4 separate regions of the Mus musculus genome follow, and all the other regions are linked to region 3. The links are chromatin contacts, called in public ChIA-PET and HiChIP or PLAC-seq maps. All regions are on one chromosome and are shown on one strand. The core of a region is the stretch at or near the end of the contact, and the rest is flanking DNA. Distances in the headings are between cores, read along the strand shown.

Region 1 (3,216 bases), core at 323-2,822, 410 kb after region 3:
GGTGGGGTGTTTTCTTGTTTCATTTATGGAAAGCATGTATTTTATTTTCCACTTAAATTACAAACTAACTGGGTGTGGTGGTACACACATTTAATTCCAGCACTTGCGAGGCAGAAGCTATTGGATCTCTGTGAGTTCAAGACCGGCCAAATCTTCAAAGAAAGTTCCAGAACAGACAAGGTGACACAGTGAGCCTTTATTTATCTCAAAATAAATAAAATATTAAAACTGCCAACCAGACTGGGCAGCTTGTGTCTCAGTGGTAGAGTTTTTTGGGGGGGGTAGGTGGGAGGTGGTGTTTCAAGATAGGGTTTCTCTGTGTAGCCCTGGTTGTCCTGGAACTCACTCTGTAGACCAGGCTGGCCTCAAACTCAGAAATCCACCTGCCTCTGCCTCCCAAGTGCTGGGATTAAAGGTGTGTGCCATCACTATCCAGCAGTGGTAGAGTTCTTGTCTATCATACATAAGACCCCAGCCCTGAGAGAGACAAAAATACAAACCAAATCAAACCAAGCCTGTCCAGTCTCTGCTGGCCTGTGTAACGCAGCTGCCTGGTAAAGCATCCACAAATCCTGTGCACACCCCAGGAAGGGCATGCATGGATCATCAGGAGATGCCCCTCGCTGGACAGCACTCACCCTGTACACAGAGGACCCATTGCTGTCCTATGCTCTAACATTCTTTTGTATGCTTCAGGACTCTTTTAATCGGAAGTTATGAAAAACAGTGTTTCTGGACTAAGCAATAGTCACATTTTAATTTTTTTCAAATGCACATATATTTTTGTAAAAGAAGAAAACTTTCTGGTGACTTAATGTCTCTCTGAACTTTCTAGGCTTGGCTTGGCTTAGTGCTAGTACATCTGCAAGGTGCTCAGATCAAGCCCCAGCACCTAAAAAAAGAAGCTTTGAACTGTGAATAATTTCCTGCAGTCCTGGGGGCAGGGGTAGGAACCAAACTCATGGCCTTGACTGAGCATGCTCAGCAAGTATTGCACCCCCAACCATACTCCCAGCTCACACCGCTCCCTTTGGAAGCCCATACTTAGTGATGGAGGTCTCACCCAGGCCAGAGTAGCCTCAAACTCACTCTGTAGCTCAAGATGACCTTGAACACCTGATCCGGCATCACTGCCTCCCTAATGCAGGAGTCACAGAGAAAAGTCTCCATGCCCTAAGAAAAACCGATGTGTCTGTCTGGAGTGCCTCTGCACAGGGGATTTGCTGCTTCCTCTGTTGATTTACACAGTCATTTATTAAAGTCAAAATAGATGCCTGTGGTGTTTACTTCATACCTGGGTTGCCATTCAGGACTGATGCGCTGACACTGCCAGTCTTTCAGAGATGGATGATCCTGTCTTTACATATAATCATCTCCTTAATAGCCCTGTGTCATACCATCTTTTCTAATTCTAAGAACAAATTTACATCCTACTTCATTTTTGTTGCTCAAATGAGTCCATTTTTGACATTGGCTTTTGTGGTGGTTTGAATGAAAATGGTGCTGATAGGCTCAGAGGGAGTGGCACTATTTGACAGGATTAGGAGACAAAGCCTTGTTGGAGTGGGTGTGGCCTTGTTTGGGGTGGGTGTGGCCACTGAGGGGTGGGCTTTGAGGTTCCAGAGGCCCAGGCCAGGCCCAGTGTCTCATTCTCCTCCTGCTGTCTGCCGATCCAGACATAGAACTCAACTATCTCTCCAGCATCATGTCTGCCTTCATCCTGCCATGTTTCCCACATGACAATAAGGACTAACCCCTCTGAAACTGTAAGCTGGCCCCAATTAAAGGTTTTCCTTTATAAGAGTTGCTGCGGTCATGGTGTCTCTTCCCAGCAATAGAAACCCTGACTAAGACAGCATGCTTTTGGTGAACCCCTCTGCCCATAAAAACCATCTTCATGGGTTTTCTTATTGGTAATGTCATCATTTTGGTTTTTAAGAAATCTGTGCTTTCTCCTCTATAGGGACCCCACCCTCATCACTGTATGCAGTCATGTGTGGCATAAGGACATCCTGGGCAATGGCAGACAGAGTGTGTCAGTGGTCCCAGGGAATTAGGATGGAACTGAAATTTTCCTATTGCCTAATTATATCATGGTCATCATACCATCACTGTACAATGCATTAGTCAACTGTTTGGGCTGGTGCTGCTGTCAACAGACCTGCTGTGCCACAATGGTACATGCAGATCTATGCAGTGCGGAGTGTTCCTGGGGCTGGCTTACTGTTCACACCCTGTGGGTGGCACACCCAGGGCTTCCCATGTGCTAGGCAAGCTCTCTCCCACTGAACTGCATCTCCAGCACACACACCTCTCTTTTTTCATATTAAATCAGGTCTCACTAAGTTGCCCAGGCTAGACTCGAACCTGTAATCTCCCTGCTTTAGTTTCTTGAGTCGCTGAGACTGCAGGCGTGTGCCACTATAGTCAGCTGGGATTACTTTTTCTTATAGTTTTTAAAAATAACTGCATGTTGGAGTTATGAATTTCTTCCTTCCTTTGTTTTTGTTGTTGGCGTTTTGTTTTGTTTTGTTTTGTTTTGTTTTGTTTTGTTTTGTTTCTTCTTGAGCTCTGACTTTCCTGGAACTTGCTCTGTAGACTGGGTTGGCCTTGAACTCAGAGATAGGCTTGCCTCTGCCTCCTGAATGCTAGATGTGCGTGTTGCAGCTCTGCAGGGAAAGGCTTCCCCTACAGAAGTGTCACAGCTTTGCTTCAGCTGCAGCACAGCAAAAGCTCTGCTCAAGTGTTGCCACTTTACTCAGAGAGCTATCCTGGCAGTCAGGAGCCAAGGACTACCACAAAGTCACACCACACAACAAACCTCACACAAGAGACTTACTGGGAGGGGAAAACCCAGGAGGGCGGCTGCCTCTGTTCTTGTGAGAAGCAGCAGGGAGCTGAGCAAAGAGAAAGGTTTATGTGAGATTTCTTGGGGGTGGGGGTGGGAGTGGGGGGTGGAGCTTTCCAGGGTGAGGATTGGTGGAATTTCAAGTCCTGAGTTGGGTGAGCTTAGAATTAGTCGGGTTTTGAGTTCAGGGATTGGTGGGTTTCTGTGACAAGCTCAGGGGTTGGTAGAATTCTGTTTCTTAGCCCTGGTCTTGGGGTCAAGTCTAGGTCAGTGTGTTCTTTCCTTGGTCTTTTTATCCTACACCGGGTGCTACCACTACCAGGCTGAATTATAAACTTCCAGTTAAACACACAGACCATCCCAGCTTA
Region 2 (3,446 bases), core at 163-2,662, 280 kb after region 3:
ATTTTTTTTTTTGACCCAAGAGGTGCAATCATTGTACTTCCAATTTAGCCTGTGCTTTTCTAGTGAAGGTGAAAACGGAGACACAATCAGCTGCATTGAAGAGGAGGAAGACAGGTCCTTGGAGGGCGGTGGGAAGTCTTTGCTAACTGATCTGTGATGTAGTGCCTTCCTTGACCTTCCTTGAGATTCTGTGATGTGGTGGGTAGCCCAGAGAGTAATAGGACAGTTTGTGTTGTTATCTGGGCCTGGGTTTGAAGTTTAAGTTAAATTCAACTTATTCTGGGTTTTACTTTTTTTTTGTTTGTAAAATAAAGATAGGCCTGACCATTTATGAAGATTCAACTAGATAAATATAAACACTTGCTCTTCCATAATTAGGAGATTTGTCTGGCTATTGTGTTGTGCAATTTTAGGTTCTGGAGACATAATGACAAATAAGACAGCATCCTTTTTTTCTAATTATTCTTAAACTCCAGTGGGGGCAGAGAGGCAATAATGTTGAATACAAAGAAACAAATAATGGGGGGGGGGAGATAAACAATTTAACAAATACAGGGATAAATTTCATTTACTTGTCTTCTGATAAAAAATCAAGGTCATGTTAAAATTCATCTAAGGAAGTGAAATATCTTTGAGGATTTGTTAGGACCTAAGCCAGTAGATCTCAACCTTTAAACGCTGTGACTTTAATATAGTTCCTCACGTATGCTGACTCCCAACTTACTTTCCTCGCTAATTTATAACTGTAATTTTCTACTACCATGAATCATAATGTAAATATCTGAGGTTCAGGATATTTGAGACCCCGAGGACTGCTGACCTAAAATAAGGTATTACAGTGTTAGACTATGGGGCTCTTCTGGAGGCCAGTCAAAGTAGGGATTCTTTTCCCCCTTGCTTTTCTTTGAGCACTGAGGTTTTTTTTATTAGGAGCTGGCGTTGAGGCAGTTTGAACTTGTATTCTGGGCATAACTTATAGCACACTATATTTACATGCACGGTATTAAGTTAGTTTTATATTGACTATACTTGCTGGGGATATAATATCACTACTGTTCTTAGTTTTAATAGAAAGTAGAGTAAGCTGAAGTGCTGTCTTGGTCCATTAAGTTGGAAAAGAAGCCTGAAAAATCTTTCTAAACCTTGTTTTTCTTTTTCTTAATTCGTAACGGTTTATTTATTCACTTCTCATTTTTCTTTTCTTCCTCCTGACGCTTCTCTGCAGCCACAGTCTGGTGACTTGCAGCCCCGCCCACATCCTGGGGCGTGACCAACGAGCCAGGCCCCGCCCTCGCCCATCCCGTGACGGCCAGTCTTCCCCCCCGCCCCCCATCCCACAGCGGACAGCGCGCCGGAGCGTGCGCGCGCGCCCCCGCTCTCAGCTCCGATCGGTCTCGGGAGCGCGCTCTGTGTGGCCGCTGCCGCCATGTTGTTGTGGTTGTGAGAAGGCGGCGGCGGCAGCGGCGGCGGCGGCGGCGGAGCAGCCGGCGGAGACGCTCCAGCGGCCCAGGCGCTGGCCCCCGCCGACCCTGGCTGGCAGCCTCCTGGGGTGGCGGAGGAGGCCCTGCGGTGGCGGGCCTCGCCATGTCCTGCCGCCTGGTAAGAAGCCCACCCTCCGGCTCTGGTGGCGAGGAGGTGCTGGAGGAGGGGCGGACCTGGGCCGAGTGCGGCGGCTGTCACCGGCCGGGGAGGCGGCGGCGGGCCGAGGGCTGGGTTGGCCGCGGCCTCCCGGGGCAAGCTCTCAGAATGGAGCACCGAGGCCCGGTCGGGCGAGTCGGGGGAGGCGGGGTCGCCGAGCTCGGCGGCCATCCTGAACCTGGCGGTGGGTAACACTCGGAGTGTTGGGAGCTGCGGCTGGGGCGCCCTGGAAAACGCTCCCGGGCCTCCGGGAGGTGAGCGTGTGGCCCGAGGCCCTGGTCGAGACCGTGGGAGTCCTTAGTGGCGAGAGGCCGGAGGTCGTGCTGTTGGAAACCACGGGCGAGCTGTGCGGGCCTCAGCCTAACTGCAGCAGGGCATCCTCCTGACCTGGTAGTGCTTGAAGGGGAACGAAGGTCCAGGGGTGGTTGGAGGAGCTCGGGGAACACTGCTCAAGTAGCTCTGCAAAAGATCAGTATTATTTCTTGGGTTGAAATTGTACTGGATGTATTGCATTTCATGACCCAAGATGGTATTGTTGGGGCCAGAAAACTTATTTCAAAAATTGGAAGTAGAGTTTGCACACTCTGTTAGGCCACCAGGAGTCAGATCATCTCACTTGTGAGTTTTACACACAGGTTTCTGTTAGATATTAATGTTCAGTCATTGTCAGAATGAAGTTTACGTTTTTATTCTTCTTACTATCTTGACATCCACTTGGCTTTTTGACATTTAGGGTCTTTTTTTTTTTTTTTTTTGTATTAAAAGTGCATGTGTTCTTGTAGTGGAGGCTCAGCCTCGTTCCTCTTGTGAACAGTGAGCCGTCAGAAGTTACGATTGAATGGTAGATGGTTCTGTATCAAAATGATCTTGTTTGTGGGGATGTGAAGGAGGCCTTCTTTGAGATTCTGCAATGTTTCTGTGTTTTTTACTTGGAAACCAAATAACATGCGTTGATGGCCAGTGAAAGACTTCTTTTCCATGCTTGACTGAGTAGAAGAGTTTACAGAATGACACCGTTGTGGGTAAACACTATGCAATATGTTATTAAACTAAATTTGGAAGCTTCTAGAAGGTTAGAGTGATTGCCTATGAAGACATATTTCACCCCTACCATTTTTACTTTTTAGGTAACTGTGAGCAGCATAATGAATTTGTTCACAAGGCATCAGAACACATTTTATCAAATTAAATGTTGTATAGCTGAACGTATGTCCAAAAACCTAGAGGAAAATAAAGGAAGTGAGGCCTGAAGTCTGCTTCTGGCCCACAGAGGGGTCCTAAAGGTGCTTTCTAACATGCCAACATTGTAGTTACTTCTAAACCATCTGGCTCAGGTTTCCAGTAAAGTGGAGGGTAGCAGGGTGTGTTACAGTCATTTGAGACCAGGGTTGTGGACCTGGAAGGTGTACTGTAGGTTGTGACAAGTTCTTGAAATTTGCTCCAGGCTGTGAGGTATGGTAAAGTCAGTTTAAAGACCCTCTTAACAGCACTAGTTTTTGCTTTCTGTGATAAAGTGGAATTCTGAGTTACCAAGAGATAAATTCATATTTCAAAGGTGTGTTGAGGATTGTTACAGTTTTGGAAGAGGTGGAAGAAAGTGTTAACAGTTGCATAGGGTTGTATTCTGACATATCATAGAGAGGCTCACCCAGTTGTTCACTAACACCAGAAACCTTGTCTGTTTTGTTTCCTGATAATCCCCACTACTTACCATAGTTCTCACAGAATTTTCTTTTCAGATTTTTTAAAAAAATCAAATGAATAGTATTGGTATGAGAAACACTAGTTAGTTATTAAAAATTACTTGA
Region 3 (3,443 bases), core at 187-2,686:
TCTGGATATCCTTTCTCACAATGACAGAAATTGTTTGAGGCATAAGCATGGTCTCTTTAATCCAATGAGGGCTGGAGATGTCATTGTTTACTTGGTGGAGAGAGCACTACATTAGCCTAGCATACCTAAACTCCTGAGTTCTCTTCCTAGCAATAGAAAACAAGGCTATCAGACACATCCTATTTTCTCCTCCTACCCAAGGTCATCCCTCCAGAAAAGGCTGAGTTTACAAGGTACACTCTAGGCTTTTTTCCCATTGTCGGCTTCTCTCTCATTACCCAGCACGGAAGTGAAGGGCACGCGTCCCAACTCTTCTATCCGTGCTTTCCTAATGTGCACAGCGATCTAACGGAACTCCATGGCCACATTCTTGGGCTGGGGCAGGAGTAACGCAGGTCCCTTTCCACAGGTGTGAGGGCAGGTGTTCCACTTCTTTAGCTAATGCTTTTTGCACAAACCCTGTCCTAAAACTTGTGAGGGTGTGGGGCTGGGGAAACAGGAGAGCAGGGTCAGAAGTGCTCCGGGTGATAGGTGCAGAGATGGGGGTAGCACCGGGCGTGGCATCGAGGAGGGAGGAGCAGCCCAGAGCCAGTCAGGGGAAGGAAGCCAAGCTCTCCAAAGCCAGAATTGAGCCTCTCTCCTAGGAGGCCACCAGCCGTGGTACAAAGTGCAGAGTGCATCGTAAGACCTGGGTCCTAACATCCAGAGCTGCCTCCACATGGCACGGACGCTGACCTTGAACAGCTCCCACCCCACTCTGTTGACCCACCTGTACAAAGCAGGGTGCGGAATCACTTTGGGAATTCCCACCGTACCCCCAGTCCTCCTCTCCTTCCAAAACTTTCTGCTGGCTCAGAAGACCCCAGCGCGTGCTAAACCACAAAGGCCAGGCAAAAGGCTGCCAATATCCTCTGCCTTCGTCCGGGATCCAGGGCTCAAAACCTGTCCCTCCCACTCACCTCATTTTTTATTCTCAGCCCAGATCCAGGTCCCAAACAGGACAAAGAACCTGCCCAGCTAGGCATGGTAGTGCACACCCTCACTATCTGGGAGGCAGAGGCAAGAAGATTCCGAGGTCGAATCACATGTAGTACGAACCTGTTTAAAAACCAAAACCATCCCCATACCTTTTCACCTTCCCCATTCTTTCTCAGCCTCAGGCCTACATCCTGGTAGCTCTCTGCCTCTAACCCCTCAATTCCAAATCCGAGAGTCTGTTTTTCATTCCAGCCCCCTCCCCTGCTCCTGTTCCGGGCACGCAGTCAGCCCCGTCGGCCTCTCACCGCACAGCACCCGCAGCCGCGAGGTCCCCAGCACGGGGTCTCGGCTTCGTGAATAGCCGCCGTGCCGCTGCAGAGATGATGCACAACCGCGGAGCCATGTTGGACCGGAGCAGGTTGGAGGAAAGCCACGCCTCAGCCCAGTGGCTGGGGGCAGGACTAGAGAAAACCACGCCCTCCCCTCGCCAGCTTCCCTTTCAAACACAAGCAGGTGGGAGTCCCCCAACTCTACAGTTGCACAGTCCATACCCACACCTCCGAGCTCTTGAAACTCTGCAGCTAACTAGTTCTGTTCTCTTCAACGACCTTTTCCCCTCTGTACCTGGGAATTCATCTCGATAATCGCAGGGTTGTATGTCCTGGACATTCTGAGGATAAACTAAAGACAGTCTTTATACCCCTAAAATTGTTCACAAACTATGTGAGTTCCCTTCCTCCTTGGGTGCTGGAGGTGGAGCCCAGGACCTCACACATGGCTTGGCAAATGTTCTGTCTACATCTTGTGTTCTTCTGTGTCAAGGCATCAACAGACAATATTTGTCTATTCAAAAGAACAAAATCTATAACAATTTTTAAAAGAGAGAGAGAGAGAGAGCCTGGGGGGGGTCCAGAAGCCTCAAATATCCTGGAACTGGAGTTTAAAGGAGATTTTGAGGCACTCTAATGGGTACTGGGATCCAAACTCAGGTCTCCTCCAAGAGCTTTTAAAGGCAGAACTGTCTCTTTAACCATTTAAAACAGATGGACAAGACTCTGAGCAAGCAGGATGCTCTTTCTCCAAAGCCCGAGTGTGATGGTGCACTTAAGAGGCTGAGACGAACTGGGCAGTGGTGGCGCATGCCTTTAATACCAGCACTCGGGAGACAGGCGGATTTCTGAGTTCGAGGCCAGCCTGGTCTACAAAGTGGGTTCCAGGACAGCCAGGGCTATACAGAGAAACCCTGTCTCGAAAAACAAAATAAAACAAAACAAAACAACAACAAAAAGAGACTACGGAATTAAAACAACAAACAAAAAACATTTTCTCTTCACTGTCTATTCACCTGGAGGCTCTATATTTGCTTTCTCAGCCCACACAGAGATGGATCCCTTCTGATCCCCTGGGGGACACAGGGACAGAGACACACCAACGGGGGAGTGGGGTGGGGGAGGATGCCAAGCCACCGACTGTAATTCGGTGCAGGGGATTTACAGCCGGTATAACTAACTTCCGGAGTGCTTCAAACTGTGAGTCTGGCAAGTTAGGTCTCATCTAAGATCTTGAGACAGCAAAGGTTGGCTGAACAAGTCCTATCTGTACTTCTTGGCAGCCAAGGCCTGGTGGAGCAGACAAATCACTCCAATCACTGCTGACTGAAACCTCCAAGGCAGAGATGTTAGCCATGCCCCGCCCCCTCCATCAGCTAGGCTACTGGCAAGTGAGCCCCAAGGATCTCCTTGTCTATGCTTCCCCAACATTGGGATTACAAGCAACCTCTCCTGCTGTGGTGCTGGGAATCGAACTAAGGTCTTTGGGCTTATACTAACGTGACCCAGTCCGTGGGTCAGACAACAGGGTGAGAGAGAGAGAGAGAGAGAGAGAGAGGGAGAGAGAGAGAGAGAGAGAGAGAGAGAGAGAGAGAGAGAGAGAGAGAGAGAACTGAGGGGGCAAGAGATGTGAAGAATGGAGTGGAGACAAGACAGCCTGTCTGATCAAGTCTCCAGTCTCCAGTCTCATTTATTGTAAGGCAGCTATGGGTATATATAAGCACAAGCTGGGGTGGGGTGCAGCTGGAGACACTTAACCACAAGTCCAGGATGTATAGGAGAAAAACAAGATGTTATCAGAGTGTGTTCAGCTGTGGTGGGCTTCTTGTAAAACCAGCCTGCTAGGAAAACCAGTCTCTTGTCAGGGTGGACAAGCACCACCTGTAGGTAAACAGCCCAAGATGGCTGCAGAGATGGTAGCCGCTTTCTGCTAGGAGTCGGCTTCCAACACTAACTGAGCTATCCTCAACCCAGCCATTTAAATTTCAACTATGTGGGAGTTTGGATGGGAACGACCATCTTAGGCTCACATATGTTTGAATATTTGGTGTCCAGCTGGTGGAGCTATCTGGGAAGGACTAGAAGCGTGGCCTTGGTTGAAGAGCTATGTCATTATGTGCAGGTTTTGAGGTTTCA
Region 4 (3,292 bases), core at 20-2,519, 340 kb after region 3:
AAACAACAATGACAACAACAACAAACCACCCTAAAATCTGAACCCTGACATTTTGGTGAATTTTTTGGTAAGGGATGCGCCCACTTGAGCACAGAATAATCAGAACTCAGAGCTCCTACACTCAGAGCTCTGTTACTGCTTTATATCAGCACTTGTTTTTTCTTGAAGCCATTATTTGTACTTTTAGCCTGGTTGAATGAAAGCCTTTTATATAATATTTTCAATTTCCTTTTAATAATGTTTTGTAGCTGCTGAGGTCATTTGTTCCTATAGTCTGAGCACTGGGAAAGTTGAGGTAAAAAAGCTCTCTGCCAGTTCTGGGTTATAGTTTTGAGTTCCAGGCCAGCCTGGAACATATGAGACTATGTTAGAAAATCAAAACTAGGGGCTGAAGTGTTTGAGAGCACTTGTTGCTCTTGCAGAGGGCATGGGTTTGAAATCCAGCACCCTCATAGTGGCTCACAATTGTTTATAACTCTAGTTCCAGAGCATCTAGCACCCTCTTCTGATCTTAACAGCCATCAGGCACGCATGTGGTACATATACATGCATGCAAGAAAAATGCCCACACATGCAAAATAATTAAGAAAAACAAAAACAAAAAGCAAAACCAGAAAGGTCAACCAAAAACCTTATGTAGAAAAGTTTATTTTCCTAGCCTGATGTGGTAATGTATACCTGTAATCCCATTACTCAGAAGGTTGAAGGTCACAAATTTAAGGCTAGCGTGGGTTAACACAGCAAAACCCTGTTTTAGAACCAACTAGACTAAACCAAACCCAAACCAAATCCATCTAATTAGAAATGTTATATAAATGTTCTAAAAGTATGAAAATGGGAAGACTCTTTCTACTTCTTTTCCTTCTGAGATAGGCTCTCAGGTGTCACAGACTGGTCTCTGACTTACTGCGAGGCTGAGGTTAACCTTGACTTTCCAGTCTTTCTGTTCTACCTCCCAAGTGCTGGCTTGTAAGATGCGTCACTTTACCCAGTTCTGGGGGTCCTGGGATTGAACCTCAGGCCCTTGTGCATACTAAGTTGGCACTCTACCGTCTGCGCTGCATCTTCATTCATGGTCCGTATCCCACCCTTTCTAGAGGGATGGTCACTGTTGAGTAGCACTGGATCATTCTTCTGTGTACATACAAGTGTGCTTGATAGTAAATGTAGACATTGCTTATGTGTAATTTATCTTTTAAATATAACAGAGCATTCACAATTCTTACCAAGTTGAGGCCTGGCGTGATGATGTGCTCATAATCTCAGTGTTGAGGAGAAACAGGAAGGAGGATCATAAGTTTGAGGTCAGCCTTGGTTTCATTTCCTGCCTCAAAAGACAACATAAACAACAAAAGCAGCCTTCCAAAAGCAATCTAGTAAAGTAAATCCAATGACTGTGTTGGTGATTGTAGAAGAGTATGTATGTATACTCTTTAGCAGTGGTGACCCTTGTAGTCCTTTCTCCAAGGTTGTAGTTTTTCATTTAATAACTTGTTTTAAGACCCAGTACTACCAGAATAGTGATTTACATAGAGATACCAGGATAGCTTTTGTTGTTTATTTTAAAGACTTTTGGGGTAGTAATAGAAAAATGGTAACAGTTTAAATATCTGACCAGGTAATCAGTAGATTATGGTAGATGGAAATGTAATGAGTATTGAACTGTTGTCCAAATATATGCACCAATATAGGAAAGGTTTGATTTATTTTTAGAATCAAATAAATTGGAGAATAGTAAATACCCAATATTCACTCCCCTTTCACTTGTGGGGTTATGTGTGTTTTTATATGTGCATAGAGAAGTTTTTGAAACAAAAGAATAAAATAGTGGTGGCTGTCCTTCAGTGGGTAAAATGAAGTCCTTCCATTTCCACCAGCACCTAACAACTACTAATCTATTTTGTACTCCCTACTAGCAGTCTTAGCAGCTTTCATTGTTCTGAAACCCTGTCATGTGTCTGTTGTGCCTGGCTCTTTTCACTTTTCGGTGTAATGTGTTCAAGGTTCCTCATTCCTTGAAAGACCACAGCTGAGGAGCGCACTGTGCATGCAGCATGTGCATCTTGTTCAGCCATTCATCCGTGGTGGTTGTCTGCACTGTTTCTCACTCATTGGCTACTTTGAATAACTGCTATAAACACATAAATATAAATTTGAATGTATGCTTTGTTTTCTTGGTTAGGTATATGAGAATATGTTTTCTAGTTTGAGGATGAACCTGGCAGTTTTCAAAGAGGCAGTGAACTATTGTACATTCTTGCTAGCGTTGTGAGGGGATAATCGTTTACTTTTTACATCTGTAATTTAACAGTTTCTTAAGAAGAACATGTAGTACTATTACAGCTAAAATAGAAAGGTCCTTTAAACTTCTTACTAAACTAAGTGTAATGACTCAGTGTCTTCTTCCCTTTGTGCTGAGAGTGTAGCTGTTGATGGTTCTCATTGAGGTGCTGCATTCCCCACTGTCTCCTGAGATTGCTCCTGTTTGGTCTCCACAGCTCTAAAGGGAACTGTGTAAGCACTTCTTTAGTTCCTCCTGTTACAAACTATCCATGATCTTGGTTTATGAATTTGGAATTCCTATAGAGACTTTGTTTTCTTGGTTGATTAAAACAGCACATGTGCCGGGCGTGGTGGCACATGTCTTTAATCCCACCACTTGGGAGGCAGAGGCAGGCAGATTTCTGAGTTCAGTTCAAGGCCAGCCTGGTCTACAAAGTGAGTTCCAGGACAGCCAGGGCTACATAGAGAAACCCTGTCTCGAAAACCCCTCAAAACCCCAAAAACAACAACAACAACAACAACAACAAAAAAAACCAGCACATGTTTTGGGACCCTCTCCTCTAGTGGTAGAGATTGAAACTGGTACTTCATGCCTGCTAAGTGAAAGACCCCCAAAAGGATACCCTCACTCAAGTCTCGGGATAATAGTGGAACCCCAAGAACTCATGAGAGACCAAGCTTGATGCAAACCACATGAGGCTTTATTCGGGGAAAGCCAGAGCTCTGGGGACGACTCATATCCCACGCAGGGGTAGAGGAGTCCACCCAGAGGGGAAAGGGGTCCCAGTTTTTATAGGCCCTCAGGGGGGAAAGGAGAAGGGGAAAGAGTAGGGGATTTCCAGATCTAAACAATATCTATTCTCAAGAAATAGGTATGGGAGGGGTACAAGGAAAGAGTCTGGTGCAGGTGCAGCAACTCCGGATTGGCCCCAGCTGTGGTTGCTGGGGAAATTTTCCGACTCTTCCCCAGCAACGAATATCACAAACACCTGGCAGTGAGGTGCAGCAG

What was found. ChIA-PET counts read pairs in DNA pulled down with a chosen protein or histone mark. HiChIP or PLAC-seq counts read pairs in DNA pulled down with a chosen protein or histone mark.
Region 1: a contact with region 3 is called in an H3K27ac HiChIP or PLAC-seq map of embryonic stem cells, with 6 read pairs. The contact joins the enhancer-like site here to the promoter of Nipsnap1 in region 3. A contact is called at or near these places in 3 of 39 promoter capture datasets (the SN4741 cell line, embryonic stem cells and macrophages), 2 of 484 Hi-C or Micro-C datasets (embryonic fibroblasts and embryonic stem cells) and 8 of 115 datasets of contacts at active chromatin or transcription factors (embryonic basal ganglia, embryonic forebrain, embryonic hindbrain and 2 more).
Region 2: an RNA polymerase II ChIA-PET map of memory CD8 T cells shows a contact between it and region 3, with 16 read pairs. The contact joins the promoter of Mtmr3 here to the promoter of Nipsnap1 in region 3. A contact is called at or near these places in 3 of 39 promoter capture datasets (the SN4741 cell line, maxillary cranial neural crest and stem cell-derived epiblast-like cells), 1 of 15 datasets of contacts at CTCF or cohesin (the NIH/3T3 cell line), 2 of 484 Hi-C or Micro-C datasets (CD4 T cells and embryonic stem cells), 4 of 115 datasets of contacts at active chromatin or transcription factors (the 230-238 cell line, embryonic limb bud, memory CD8 T cells and 1 more) and 2 of 9 other capture datasets (adipose tissue and pancreatic islet).
Region 4: a contact with region 3 is called in an RNA polymerase II ChIA-PET map of memory CD8 T cells, with 48 read pairs. The contact joins the enhancer-like site here to the promoter of Nipsnap1 in region 3. A contact is called at or near these places in 1 of 39 promoter capture datasets (stem cell-derived epiblast-like cells), 2 of 115 datasets of contacts at active chromatin or transcription factors (effector CD8 T cells and memory CD8 T cells) and 1 of 9 other capture datasets (adipose tissue).

The regions. Positions count from the first base shown.
Region 1 is chr11:4,462,732-4,465,947 of GRCm38.p6, reverse strand. No RefSeq gene overlaps it. Among named protein-coding and RNA genes, the nearest start is that of Hormad2, 23 kb to the right of the region's middle. Within about 2 kb of position 1,572, at least 5 of the 459 cell types and tissues checked have an H3K27ac peak or open chromatin away from gene starts, as enhancers often do. A contact at or near this core is called in embryonic stem cells, where this site is marked.
Region 2 is chr11:4,592,756-4,596,201 of GRCm38.p6, reverse strand. Mtmr3 (myotubularin related protein 3) reads left to right here and starts at 1,412. Exons shown (of 19, transcript NM_001373897.1): 1 at 1,412-1,599.
Region 3 is chr11:4,871,944-4,875,386 of GRCm38.p6, reverse strand. It overlaps Nipsnap1 (nipsnap homolog 1), which reads right to left and starts at 1,436. Exons shown (of 10, transcript NM_008698.3): 1 at 1,284-1,436. The coding sequence starts at 1,381.
Region 4 is chr11:4,534,843-4,538,134 of GRCm38.p6, reverse strand. All of the region lies in intron 1 of Mtmr3 (myotubularin related protein 3), which reads left to right. Among named protein-coding and RNA genes, the nearest start is that of Mtmr3, 58 kb to the left of the region's middle. Within about 2 kb of position 1,269, at least 42 of the 459 cell types and tissues checked have an H3K27ac peak or open chromatin away from gene starts, as enhancers often do. A contact at or near this core is called in memory CD8 T cells, where this site is marked.